Linked DNA regions of Danio rerio: region 2 is linked to region 1. The links are chromatin contacts, called in public Micro-C maps. All regions are on one chromosome and are shown on one strand. The core of a region is the stretch at or near the end of the contact, and the rest is flanking DNA. Distances in the headings are between cores, read along the strand shown.

Region 1 (5,929 bases), core at 1,637-4,136:
TAAATGGTCATAGTAACTGGATCAGGGTAGTTCAGTTTTTAGTATTTAAGTTCAGTTCAGTCTAGCTCAGTTCAGTGTGGTTTAAAGTCATTACTGAGAGTCTAAATACTGAAGAGCAAATTCATCGATGCGTAGCTCAATGATTATACCTTGATTATGATATATATTGGTATGCCTGTTTGGTCTAATTGGTGGCAGCATTGTGCGATCACTTTTGGCGATCCTACATGTGTAATTCAGCCACGGAGTGTTCCCCTCCCCCTTGGGTAGCACGTGGTCTTTGTAGCGTCTTCTCCCTTCGGGGACTGGAACACTTTCACAACGTTTTGTCGTATTTTAAAATCTCTAGACTACAATTAGCTAGGTTAAAGCACATTTATGCCTGCCAATCTAAATTCATTCTATAATTTTCCCATATAATGGTAATTTAGGAGCCTAGGGCACGTTGGAAGGATTTTTCTCATGGCGATGCCTTTACGCTCATGCTATGTTTGACTGATATATAGGCATGACAGATGTACCAGGGTATAGGTGTGACTGTTAAACAAATAGGCATGACAGATCAGCTGCTGTGGTGTTTTCCATACACTCTCCCACTCCTGTCGAAAGACACACATCAGAGTTCCCCCTGAAGTTACTAACATAACCCATGTTCCCCAAAGAGGGAATGGAGGCGTGTGTCTCTTATGTCACAGCAGCTGGATCTCCAGCTTATACCTGAGTGATCGGTTCTTCAGTGGCTAAAGTGTAGCAGCTCGTTCCGTACTGGTTAAATATACTACTAATGAATAATCCGCAGCACCTGTGGAGCTGATCTCATTGGCCCATTTTCTTACTCTTTAGAGTGATTGGTCGTTTATTGATATCCCATTCATGTCTGAAGACACATGTCTACGTTCCCTCTTCTGGGAACAAGGGTTACGTTAGTAGCCAAGATGTTTCTTCTATAATAAATAAATAATAAATAATAAATAAATCTTCATTATGAAGACTGCACTTTTTCATTTATTTGGTATTCAGACTTTGATTTGTGTTGTTTTATATTTTGTAACACAGTATTGAGGTCACTTCATGTCGGGACCCTGGATATTACGTTCAAAAATCCTTAAAGTCAAAGTTCATGACCGAAGATGCTGATGCTGGACTGAGCAAATACATGAGCAAAGGATTGACTCTGTCCATAAACACTTTTGCAGGAATAATCGATTAATGAACAAAGGTGACTATAAAGGCCAGTTCTTGCTTTTTGTTTTGTGTATTGTGTTTTAAACAGTGCACTGTACAGTTGTTTCTCCGTGCAATCAAACGATCAGTTAAGACACTTCACCAAGCAGGTTTTACTGCATTGTGTACTTTTCATTTGTGAATCACAAGTTGATCGTCGATCCAGGAAGTATTTAATCCTGTAACAGATAATTTACTAACACTAATGCTGTCATGGTATTGACTTTCTCAAAGAATTAAAGAAACACCCGATTTTGGGGGAAATAGGCTCATTTTACAAGTTACCTGGAGTTAAACTGTTGAGTTTACTAGTTTTTAATTCATTCCACCAATCTCTTACCATATCAGCTAACAATAAATCATTGAATTGGATTAGACCATTAGTGTATCATTTAAAAGTTTGTGTTATTTTAAAATTATAAGCATTACTCTTCTGTAATTCCATCATGCACTTGGACTGACGGAAAATGAAAATTTATTAAAATATTTTCTATACCAATATTAAGGAGCTCATGCAAAACCCGGAGATAATCCAATGTATGTAAATATGCTGTATATATTTGTAAAGTATTTTTAGTAGTTTCTGTATTTATGCATAAATAAACATAGTACACATGTATATATAATTTAAATAAGTTATAAAAATATATCTTTGATGTGATTAATCATAATTAATAACAGCACGAGTTAAAACCTTTAACGCTTTAACGGTTCAACTTTGTGACTTGTAAAATTAGCAATTTCCAAAAAAGTGGAGTGTTCCTTTAAGAGTTACTTGAATTTGTTTTTACCTTGTTCTCTGTATTAACAGTCAGCCTGTTGCTTAACCGTCTTTTATTAGGCTTTTACATCAATAATTGCTATATTTACAGTATGATACAGTATAATCAAAGAATTATGTGCTAAGGTTATATGTGCACACCATGGAGAAACTGACATTACCATTACCTGACCTTAATGATTTGCACTTCTTTGTTATATATTTAGTTTAATACTTTTATTTTGTGTATTTACATTTATATTTGGAGTGCTCCATGAAAATGACATATTTTTATACCTTAAAAACATTGTTTAAAAATAAAATGCGTGTGAAAAAGTATATTTTTTGTATTGTTTGTGACTGATGTATGCATAGAACAGCACTAATGTTACACAAATGGTTAACAGCTTTGAATGGCTGTGTTGTGCAGTAAGCTGCATGTTTCTTTGAAACAGCTATTATTGGTGTCACTTTGAGCTAACTTCCTTATATGATTATCTGTACAGTTTATGGGTTTATGGGTCATTTTCAGTTCTGACCTCATACCAATAACCAGTCTTCTGTTAAAGAACAAATTGATGTACTTTCAATTATAAAACTAGCCAATCTTATTCAGTTGTACTGTTATTTTAATGGCATTTATTCATGCCGAAACTTTGCACAGTTGTTAATTTGACCGCTGGTTTTGTAAATATTGTGATTTGATTTTGTAAATACCTATGCTAAATAAATGTTTTCATTGTATTATTATAAACTAAAATGTGTTGTTGTTGTTCTATAAATGTCCGCACGATGTCGCCAATGGGTCAGAAACTGCAGTTGAATCGCTGCCGGTGCGCAATGATGTCTAGATATCCCCTGCCGTAGCTATTTTCATCAGCAACGACAACCGCTGGATCATCATCCTTATTTTACCCTGCTCTCTTGCTAAGCATATCTCAGCTAAGTCAGGATTTGTGCATATATTCGGGTTTAGTTATTCATTCATTCCGTGGCGCGTGATGGATGAAAAACGCAGAGCCTCCTGTCAGTACGGATCCCTGGAATGCACGAAATGGAAAACAGATGTGGACCAAACAGGTATCCCTACACCTGGCTGTCATTGTAGCAAAACCTGTCAAAACGTATTGGTGAAAGGTATAGTAGACTACCAAACACTTGCGTTCTCTTTTTTATTAAAGGTTTGAGTAGGTTTAACGCCACAGGTGGAACTTCTGCTCTTGTGGAGATTGAGTTCAGGTAGATGAGGAGGTTGCTGTCGAGATCTGACAAGAGCTGAGTCTCTAGTTTTACCATTAGAAACTTAAACGCTTTACATTAAGATATTATTCCAGGGCCATGTTTTCAATTTAAATTGACTGCATACTGTAAATGTTTGGAATTTGCTTTGAAAATGTTCTAAAAATATAGTTAAAAACAGTTAAAGGACATTTCTGGAAGTATTTAATTTCACAGTAAATATATTTTACTAGAATAAATGTTCTATAATAAAGTATTATTAAATATACTTTTAAACTATAACAATATAACATTTATTTATAATAATAATTATAATTATTTATAATAATAATTATTATTTATAATTATTTATTATTGTGTAATTATATATGTAACGAGCATATAATAGCAAACACAAAATATACAAAAAAAAAAAAACATGCATTGGAAAATATCCAAATGCATGTCAAATGATAATAAAATAAATCCTTCTGGACCATATAAGTCATGGCTTTCTCAGCCAGTACAGGACATGGATTTGAATGTTTTGTTTTTTTTACTTACAGCGTGTTTTAGTCACGTCAGTGTTCCTGTTGTTAATTTGTCAAGCTACTTGCCTTATGACAATGCTTTTTAAACATTGTTAGCAAGCATTTGTAACTTAGATTTCCATTTTAATCAGTTCCTGGGGATACCTATTAATGGATTTGATACACAAGACCATAGGAAAAAGGCAATTTCATAGATGCAAGTTCACATAAATCATGACCACTTGACTCAACTCAACACATGTAGACACATCTATTGTAGACGTGGTCAAGTTCACTTTGGAAATCAAATGGGGGAAAAGGTGATTTAATTAAATGTGATGTGGTTATTGATGTCAGACGGGCTGGTATGATTATTTGAAAAATTGCTGATCTGTTGGTATTTTTTTGCACACAACCATCTCTGGGGTTTACTGAAAAATACAGAGAGGAAATTTCCAGTGAGTGGCAGTTCTGTATACAGTGAGTAAAAATCCATTGCTGATGCCAGAGGTCTGAGGAAAATGACCTGAGCTGAATGAAAGAATTCAAACAATATGCTACAGTGCATCTGGAAAGTATTCATAGCGCTTCACTTTCTTTTTATGCAACAGCCTTATTCTAAAATGGATTAAATTAATTTATTTCCTCAAAATTCTACACACAATAGCCCATAATGACAATGTGAAAAAAAGTTTTTTTGAAATTGTTGCAAATTTATAAAAAATAAAAAAAAATCTGAAAATACAACCATAAGTATTTACAGCCTTTGCTCAATAGTTTGTTGATGCAGCTTTGGCAGCAATTACAGCCTCAAGTCTTTTTGAATATGAATGCCACACGCTTAGCACACCTGTCTTTGGGAATTTTTGCCCATACCTTTTTGCAGTACCTCTTAAGCTCTATCAGGTAGGATGGGAAGCGACTGTGTACAGCCATTGTCAGATCTCTCCAGAGATGGTCAATAGGATTTAGTTCTGGGCTCTGGTTTGGCCACTCAAGGATATTCACAGAGTTGTTGTGAAACCACTCTATTGATATTTTGGCGGTGTGCTTTGGGTCATTGTCCTGCTGGAAAATCAACCGTCGTCCCGGTTAGGGCAGGTTTTCATTCAGGATGTCTCTGTACATTGCTGCATTCGTCTTTTCCTCTGGTCCGACTAGGGATGGTATTAGCCTGGTGATCAGCGGTGCCTGGTTTTCTCCAAAAGTAATGGCTGGCATTCACTCAATTTTAGTTCAATTTCAGTTCAATTTCAGTTCAATTTTAGTCTCATCAGACCAGAGAATTTTGTTTCTTATGGTCTGAGAGTCCTGCAGATGCCTTTTAGCAAATTCCAGGCGAGGAGTGGCTTCCGTCTGGCCACTCTACCATACAGGTCTGATTGATAGATAGCTGCACAGATGGTTGTCCTTCTGTAAGGTTCTCCTCTCTCCACAGAAGAACGCTGGAGCTCAGACCGAGTGACCATCGGGTTATTGATCCCCTCCCTGACTAAGGCCCTTCTCCCCTGATCACTCAGCTTATATGGCCGGCCAGCTCTAGGAAGAGTCCTGGTGGTTCCAGACATCTTCCATTTACAGATAATGGAGGCCACTGTGCTCATTGGAACATTTAGAGCAGCAGAAATTTTTCTGTAACTTTCCCCAGACAGTTTTTTGCCTCGAGACAATCCTGTCTTGGAGGTCTACAGACAACTCCTTTGTCTTCATGCTTGGTTTGCGCTTTGGCATGCGCTATAAACCCTGGAACCTTATATATACAGGTGCAAACCTTTTCAAATCATGTCCAGTCAACTGAATTGACCACAGGTGAAATCCAATTAAGCTGCTGAAAAATCTCAAGAATGATCAGTGAAACAGAATGTACCTGAGCTCAATTTAGAGCTTTACAGCAAAGGAAAAAGTTAAAGTTATTTGTCCTGTCTTTTTATCAATCTAATTTCTAAGCCTAAGATTAATAAGACTTTGTTTAAAAATACTTTACATGTGAGAATATCATTGTCTGATTTATTAATTAACCTCTTTATTGGGATTGGATGTAAAGGTTCTGTTTCAAATGCAATATGTGTTGTGCTTCTAATCTGATTTATTTAGTTATCATTGCGTCCAGTCAGAAGTACAGAACTTAATAGTACTTAAAACTTGTTTGATAATAAAATTTTATATTAGATTTTTATATAATTGTTTTTTATATTAA
Region 2 (5,929 bases), core at 1,854-4,353, 130 kb after region 1:
TACTGTCTGGCCAATATTAATGTGCTGGGCAGTTTTGCATACATTGCAGTAAATCCTTTTATTCGGGATATTTGCTAGCTTATATACCACTTCAATGTGTAATGTCATTGTCCCATAAACTTTTCCTGGTTGTTATCAGGCTATTTCATAACTGTAACATGAGGCAATTCAATCATTACTTAAGTTAAAACAGCTATCATAACATTATTTATCAATATGTGGCACTTTTTGGAATCTCAGAAGCTATGGAAATAAAAAAATGTAAAACAGGAAATACGTTGGGACCACTGTTTTTGTTTACATCCCTCAAAATGGTTTATATAAGATTCAGTTATGAATTAGAAATTAACACAATATCAATCCAAACCGTCCCTGTGAAATTAATGAAGTAAATACACTTTAACATACCTTAGTATATAAAATCAAACAATCTTATGATGAATAAATGTAAAGATTCTCATTAACTTGACCAACTAGTAAAACAATTTAGTAGTACTCGCCTTTTCAAGTTTTATGGGGACTTCTGGGGACTTCTCATAGATGTCATGATTTTTGTACAATATAGACAGTGTATTCTGTCATCTTACTTCAAACCTACCCCTAAATCCAATTCTCACAGAAATAATTTTACATTTTCGACATTTTCATTCTATATTATTTATGAGCTGTTTTCATCATGGGGATCAAAAATGTTCATACAACGATAAAAATGACTAATATTACAATACTTCACAAAACAAATCACAAATACTCAAATTACTGTAATTAAGTAGTTTATCTAAGAAATTGTAATTTACAAAGTAGTTTTAAAAATGTGTACTTTTCCTTTCCCTTGAGTATATTTTTAATGCAGTATCGGTACTTTATTCCACAATTTTTCTTCAACCTGCAGTCACTACTTTATTTCTTTAAATGGTGATTAGTCACAAATCAGTCCTGTGATTCCTTTCCAATCAAATCGCACATATAAAGTAAACTGCATCATACTGAACAACCTGGTGCTTTATAAATGCAGCAAACCTTTTGTTCCAAGATGATGTTCAAAATCTTTACACGCATTGACCCAGAAACTTTTTTATAGACTGCATGTGACTGATAAGAAAATGAAGGTTGTCGACTGTATGATGACTGAAATCACCAAACAGCCTTAATCAATCAGTAGATGGAACGAATGAAGACTGGAAGGAAGGGTCGAATGAAATGAGGACCGAACAAGGAATGGAAGGAAGGACTGAACAAAGAAAGGGCAGAACTAATGAAGGAAGGAAAGATCAAATGGATGAAGGAGGGATTCAAGGAAGGACTCAACAAACTAAGCAAGAAAGGAAGGAAAGAATGAATAAACAACAGGTGAAGGAATGGAGAAATGAAGGAAGAAAGGAATGAAGGAAGGGCTGAACTAATGAAGGAAGGAAGGAGGACTAAATGATTGAAGGAAGGATTCAAGGAAGGACTGAAAAAAGGAAGGAAGGAAAGAAGGAACGAACAAACAAACAAACAAACGGAGGAAGGAATAAAGGAAGGGAGGAACAAAGGAAGGAAGGACCAAATGAATGAAAGAGGGATTCAAGGTAGGACTAAATAAAGTAACTAAGGAAAGGAAGAATCAAATGAACGAAAGAACGAATAAAGGAAGGGAGAAATGAAGGAAGGGAGGAACAAAGGAAGGAACGAAGAAAGGGCCAAACTAATGAAAGAAGAAAGGACCAAATAAATGAAGGAGGGATTCGAGGAAGGACTGAACAAAGTGAGGATGGAAGGAAGGAAAGAAAGAAGGAAGGAAGGAACGAACGAATAAACGGAGGAAAGAACGGGGGAACGAACTGAGAAATGATCAGAGGAATGAATGCAGGAAGGTAGGAATGAAGGAAGAGAGGAATGAAGGAAGGAAGAAATTAAGGAAGGGCCGAACTAATGAAGGAAGGAAGGACCCAAAGAATGAAGGAGGGATTCAAGGAAGGACTGAACAAACTAAGTAATGAAGGAAGGAGAGAATGAACGAACGAAGAAAAGAACAAAGGAAGGACCGAACTAATGAAGGAAGGAAGGACCAAATGAATGAAGGAGGGATTTGAGGAAAGAGTAAACAAAGTAAGGTAGAGGGAAAGAAGGAAGGAAGGAACAAACTGTGGAACAAATGGAGGAATGAACAGAGAAACGAATGCAGGAATGGAGGAACGAAGGAAGGGAGAAATGAAGGAAGGAAGGAACAAATGAATGAAGGAGGGATTCAAGGAAGGACTGAACAAACTTAGTACGTAAGTACGGAAGGAGGGAAGGAATAAACGAATGAAGAAAGGATGAAGGAAGGGCTGAACTAATGAAGGAAGGAGCAAATGAATGGAGGGATTCGAGAAAGTGCTGAACAAAGGACAGAATGAAAGAAAGAATGAACGAACAGAAAAACGAACGCAGGGAGGAATGAATGAAGGAACAAATGAAGCAAGGAACAAAAAAACTAATTAATGAATGAAGAAAGGACAGAACAAACAAACAATGGAAGGAAGGTTGGAAGGAAAGAGCGAATATAGGAAGATCAGTGAATGCGCTACAGAATGTTACGTTTACACATCCCTGCACAAACTGCATGGAAATGCATCAACTTTTTTACAGTGTAATACTCACTATTGTTTTCTTTTATAAGGGCTACTTCCTACTCATACTTGGATTAATATTTACAACAGATACTTTTACTCCACTTACACTTACATTTTTTTAGTACTCTTTCCAATACTGCCTACAATACACACACATGCACACACACAAATGCTATCAATATGGCTGACACCCTTTCTTTAAATTTGATCCAAAAGAAAACTCCACCTAGTGTTGTTCAATAAAACAGCAGGCCTCAGTGTCAGAGTGAACCTTCAGAAGCAAACAGGTGTCTTCTAGCTGATCTACAGCATGTTCTCTTCCTCTCGTATTTCCTCTGACACTTTTTTGTATCTATATGCGACAGGGATCAGGTTGTAAGTTATGTCTGGTATCAGCAGGTTATTCCTGTTCCTAATTCTCTCACTCAATAAGTGAATTAGTAGACATATTTAGACGCTAATTAAATTAACTAAAGCATGTAAAAGACGAACACATCTCTTTGGTCAGTTAAAAACAGCAGAAGTCTTTTGATGATGAGAAAAAATGGTTTTCACACGCTGAAGTGAAAATGTATCGACACTGCTATGAGACCTACTCTTGTACTTGTAAAATATAGGTTGATGAAATATGTAATGATTGCAACAGCCCATTAAACTAGCATAATAGCAAAAAGATAAATCAATACACTGTATTACACTGTGTGAACATGATCCTGGTGGGGTGTTATTGCACCCAAGTATGTATGTGAGGCGTCCCCCGGGAAAATAGCCCATGTGTCTTATGCCTGGAATGGGTGAAGGGGTCAATCAGTGGATCTTTCCTAGCAGCAAATGGTTTTGCTAAACCGCTGACCACTGCAAGGAGACTGTCACACACCCCCAGTGGGACGTAAGTATAACTGCCTTCTGGCTCCTCCTATGGTATCTTAAACGTCTGTGTAAAATCCACCATGAAAAGGAAGTGGATTAATTGCAGTCTTTGAAATCATCATTGGTGTTCTTGGTGCTGCCAAGGTAAGAGACTGTTTACATATATGAGATGGTTCAACATTTTTTGGGTGCACACTCTGTGTGATCTGACGGCTAAGAATAAAGTCTTGTTCTTTGCTGGCTCAAGAGCCAGTGGTTAAAATCAACAAGGTCTACTGGACGGTCTCCCATGGCATAATTTATGTTGGACATCTTTATAGCTAAGCAGCTTAATGTAAGGCAGACAAGAGCTTCTTAGAATTGGTTGTATCTGTAGAGAATAGTAGCTTTATTATGTTATGTTATATTATATTATCTTTTGTATATTTTAAATGATTACATGTTGAAGTCTGATGTTTAAATTATGTCTATACATTTATCTTGTTTTCTAAAATTGAGATCAAGTTTGTGTTGTTTAGATTTTGTATATAAAGCTGTCAACTAAGCTAGTTTCTCTCTTTTTCCAGGCATTGCAAAAAAAAAAAAAAAAAATCCACAGACATCTGATAATTAAGATCAATGCACTAATCTGCAATCATCAAACATGGCCAAAATGAATAACCTGTGGAATACAGAAGCTTTTACAGACAATGCGTACATATCAAAACGAAGTATTAGGAAGATTCTTATCAGGAAGAGGCATTATCTGCCTGCGGAGAACAAGATTTCTGACCCCAACAATAAAATAAATCCGGTTCTACCTATTGAGAAGAACATTAATGCTTCAACTAGTTGTGTAGAAGAGATAACAGTACAAGAGTTGGGATCTCAAATTTCAAGCACTCAATTCTATATTCCTGCAAAATATTCTGAACAATGCTGTGGAACAGACAGAGAACTGGATGAAAAAGAAATAGAGACTGGGTCTGGATCTGACCCCAGTTCCCAACTGAACCACAAGGACTCAGAACCAACCAGCATCCCCCATGTGAAGGTAAAAGAGGAGGTAGACATCACTAAAGCATGTGGCCTGGCAGGAATTCAGCCAGAGACTGAGGCTGAGGAGGATGAATGCGATGTAGAGGGAAACACAGATGACACACCCAAATCTCCAGAGAATCAGCTTTTAAAAAGTCAATTAATGTTCGCCACCATGAAGAAACGAGGGATGGAGGGAGACACCGAAAATCGGCCATACAAGTGCACCTACTGCAACTGGGCTTTCAAAAAGTCCAGCAACCTGCTCAGCCACATCGATACACACCGAGGACTCAAACCGCATGTTTGTGACCTGTGTGGGAAAGCTTACTCGCACCAGGGGACTCTTCAACAGCACAAGCGGCTGCACACGGGCGAAAGGCCGTACCAGTGCCCTTTTTGTGAAAAAAGCTACATTTGGTCTTCTGATTTCCGCAAACACATCCGAACGCACACCGGAGAGAAACCGTATATCTGTGAGGAATGCGGCAAGGACTTTGTGAGATCTTCTGACTTGCGAAAACACGAGCGCAACATGCACACCAACAACAAGCCGTTTCTCTGCAAGCACTGTGGGAAAACTTTTAACAAACCATTGTCCCTTCACCGTCATGAGCGCACACATTTGGGCGAGAGGCCGTTCATCTGTCCAGACTGCGGGAAGGCGTTTGCATTAGCCAGTCGTATGACAGAGCACAGGAAGATTCACAGCGGCGTACGTCCCTACACCTGCACTGTTTGCTCCAAATCTTTCACCAAGTCCTCCAACCTCGCAGAGCATCTCACAGTCCACAGTGGAGTCCGACCACACAAGTGCTCAGAATGTGGAGTGGCATTCGCCATGGCATCCCGACTGGTGCGGCATCAGCGTATTCATAAAGCAGAGCAGTCCTATCCGTGCCAGGACTGTGATCTGTCATTCAGCCACATCACAGCACTCAAGAAGCATCAGAAGAAGCATACTGAAGGCATGATCTTCGTATGTGGACAGTGCAGTAAATCTTTCCACCAGGAATTCCTTCTCAAAGAACACATGCAGAGCCATGCAGACACTGAGACTTGCATTGCCTAAAACCCATTTTGCACTTAGGTAACTGGAGGAGAGTAAGTAAGCCTAGGTTGTTCTCTTTCTTTCACAATTAAGCCTTAACAACATAGTAACATTTAGCTAGGTATTCAAAGCCATTTGTTAGGACCGTAGCTTTCTTTCTTACGCCTTAATAACAAAGTTACATTTAATTTAGTTTAGATAGGACCTGATAGGACCTTGCCATTTATTTATTTATTTTATTTATTTTTGTGGTGTAAAAGTGCAGAAACTTGTAGGGACCACCTTGGTTGTGAATAAATCTGTGTATATTCTGAACAAAAGAAAACCATAAATAAATGAAAAATACGAAATGTTGTTAACATGTTGGTGACCTATATGTAAAATGTTTAAAGGA

Evidence for each region. A called contact is a pair of places that touch in the nucleus more often than the background predicts.
Region 2: a contact with region 1 is called in a Micro-C map of caudal fin, with 7 times the contacts expected there. The contact joins the promoter of znf648 here to the promoter of pik3r6a in region 1. A contact is called at or near these places in 4 of 18 Hi-C or Micro-C datasets (caudal fin, embryo, hematopoietic stem cells and 1 more) and 1 of 4 datasets of contacts at active chromatin or transcription factors (caudal fin).

Annotation. Positions count from the first base shown.
Region 1 is chr6:26,157,179-26,163,107 of GRCz12tu, forward strand. It overlaps pik3r6a (phosphoinositide-3-kinase, regulatory subunit 6a), which reads left to right and starts at 2,887. Exons shown (of 6, transcript NM_001083008.1): 1 at 2,887-3,064. The coding sequence starts at 2,986. It overlaps pik3r6 (phosphoinositide-3-kinase regulatory subunit 6), which reads left to right. Exons shown (of 20, transcript XM_073954083.1): 20 at 1,057-2,744. The coding sequence ends at 1,210.
Region 2 is chr6:26,288,831-26,294,759 of GRCz12tu, forward strand. znf648 (zinc finger protein 648) reads left to right here and starts at 3,104. Exons shown (of 2, transcript XM_021477103.3): 1 at 3,104-3,486; 2 at 4,034-5,929. The coding sequence starts at 4,111. The coding sequence ends at 5,556.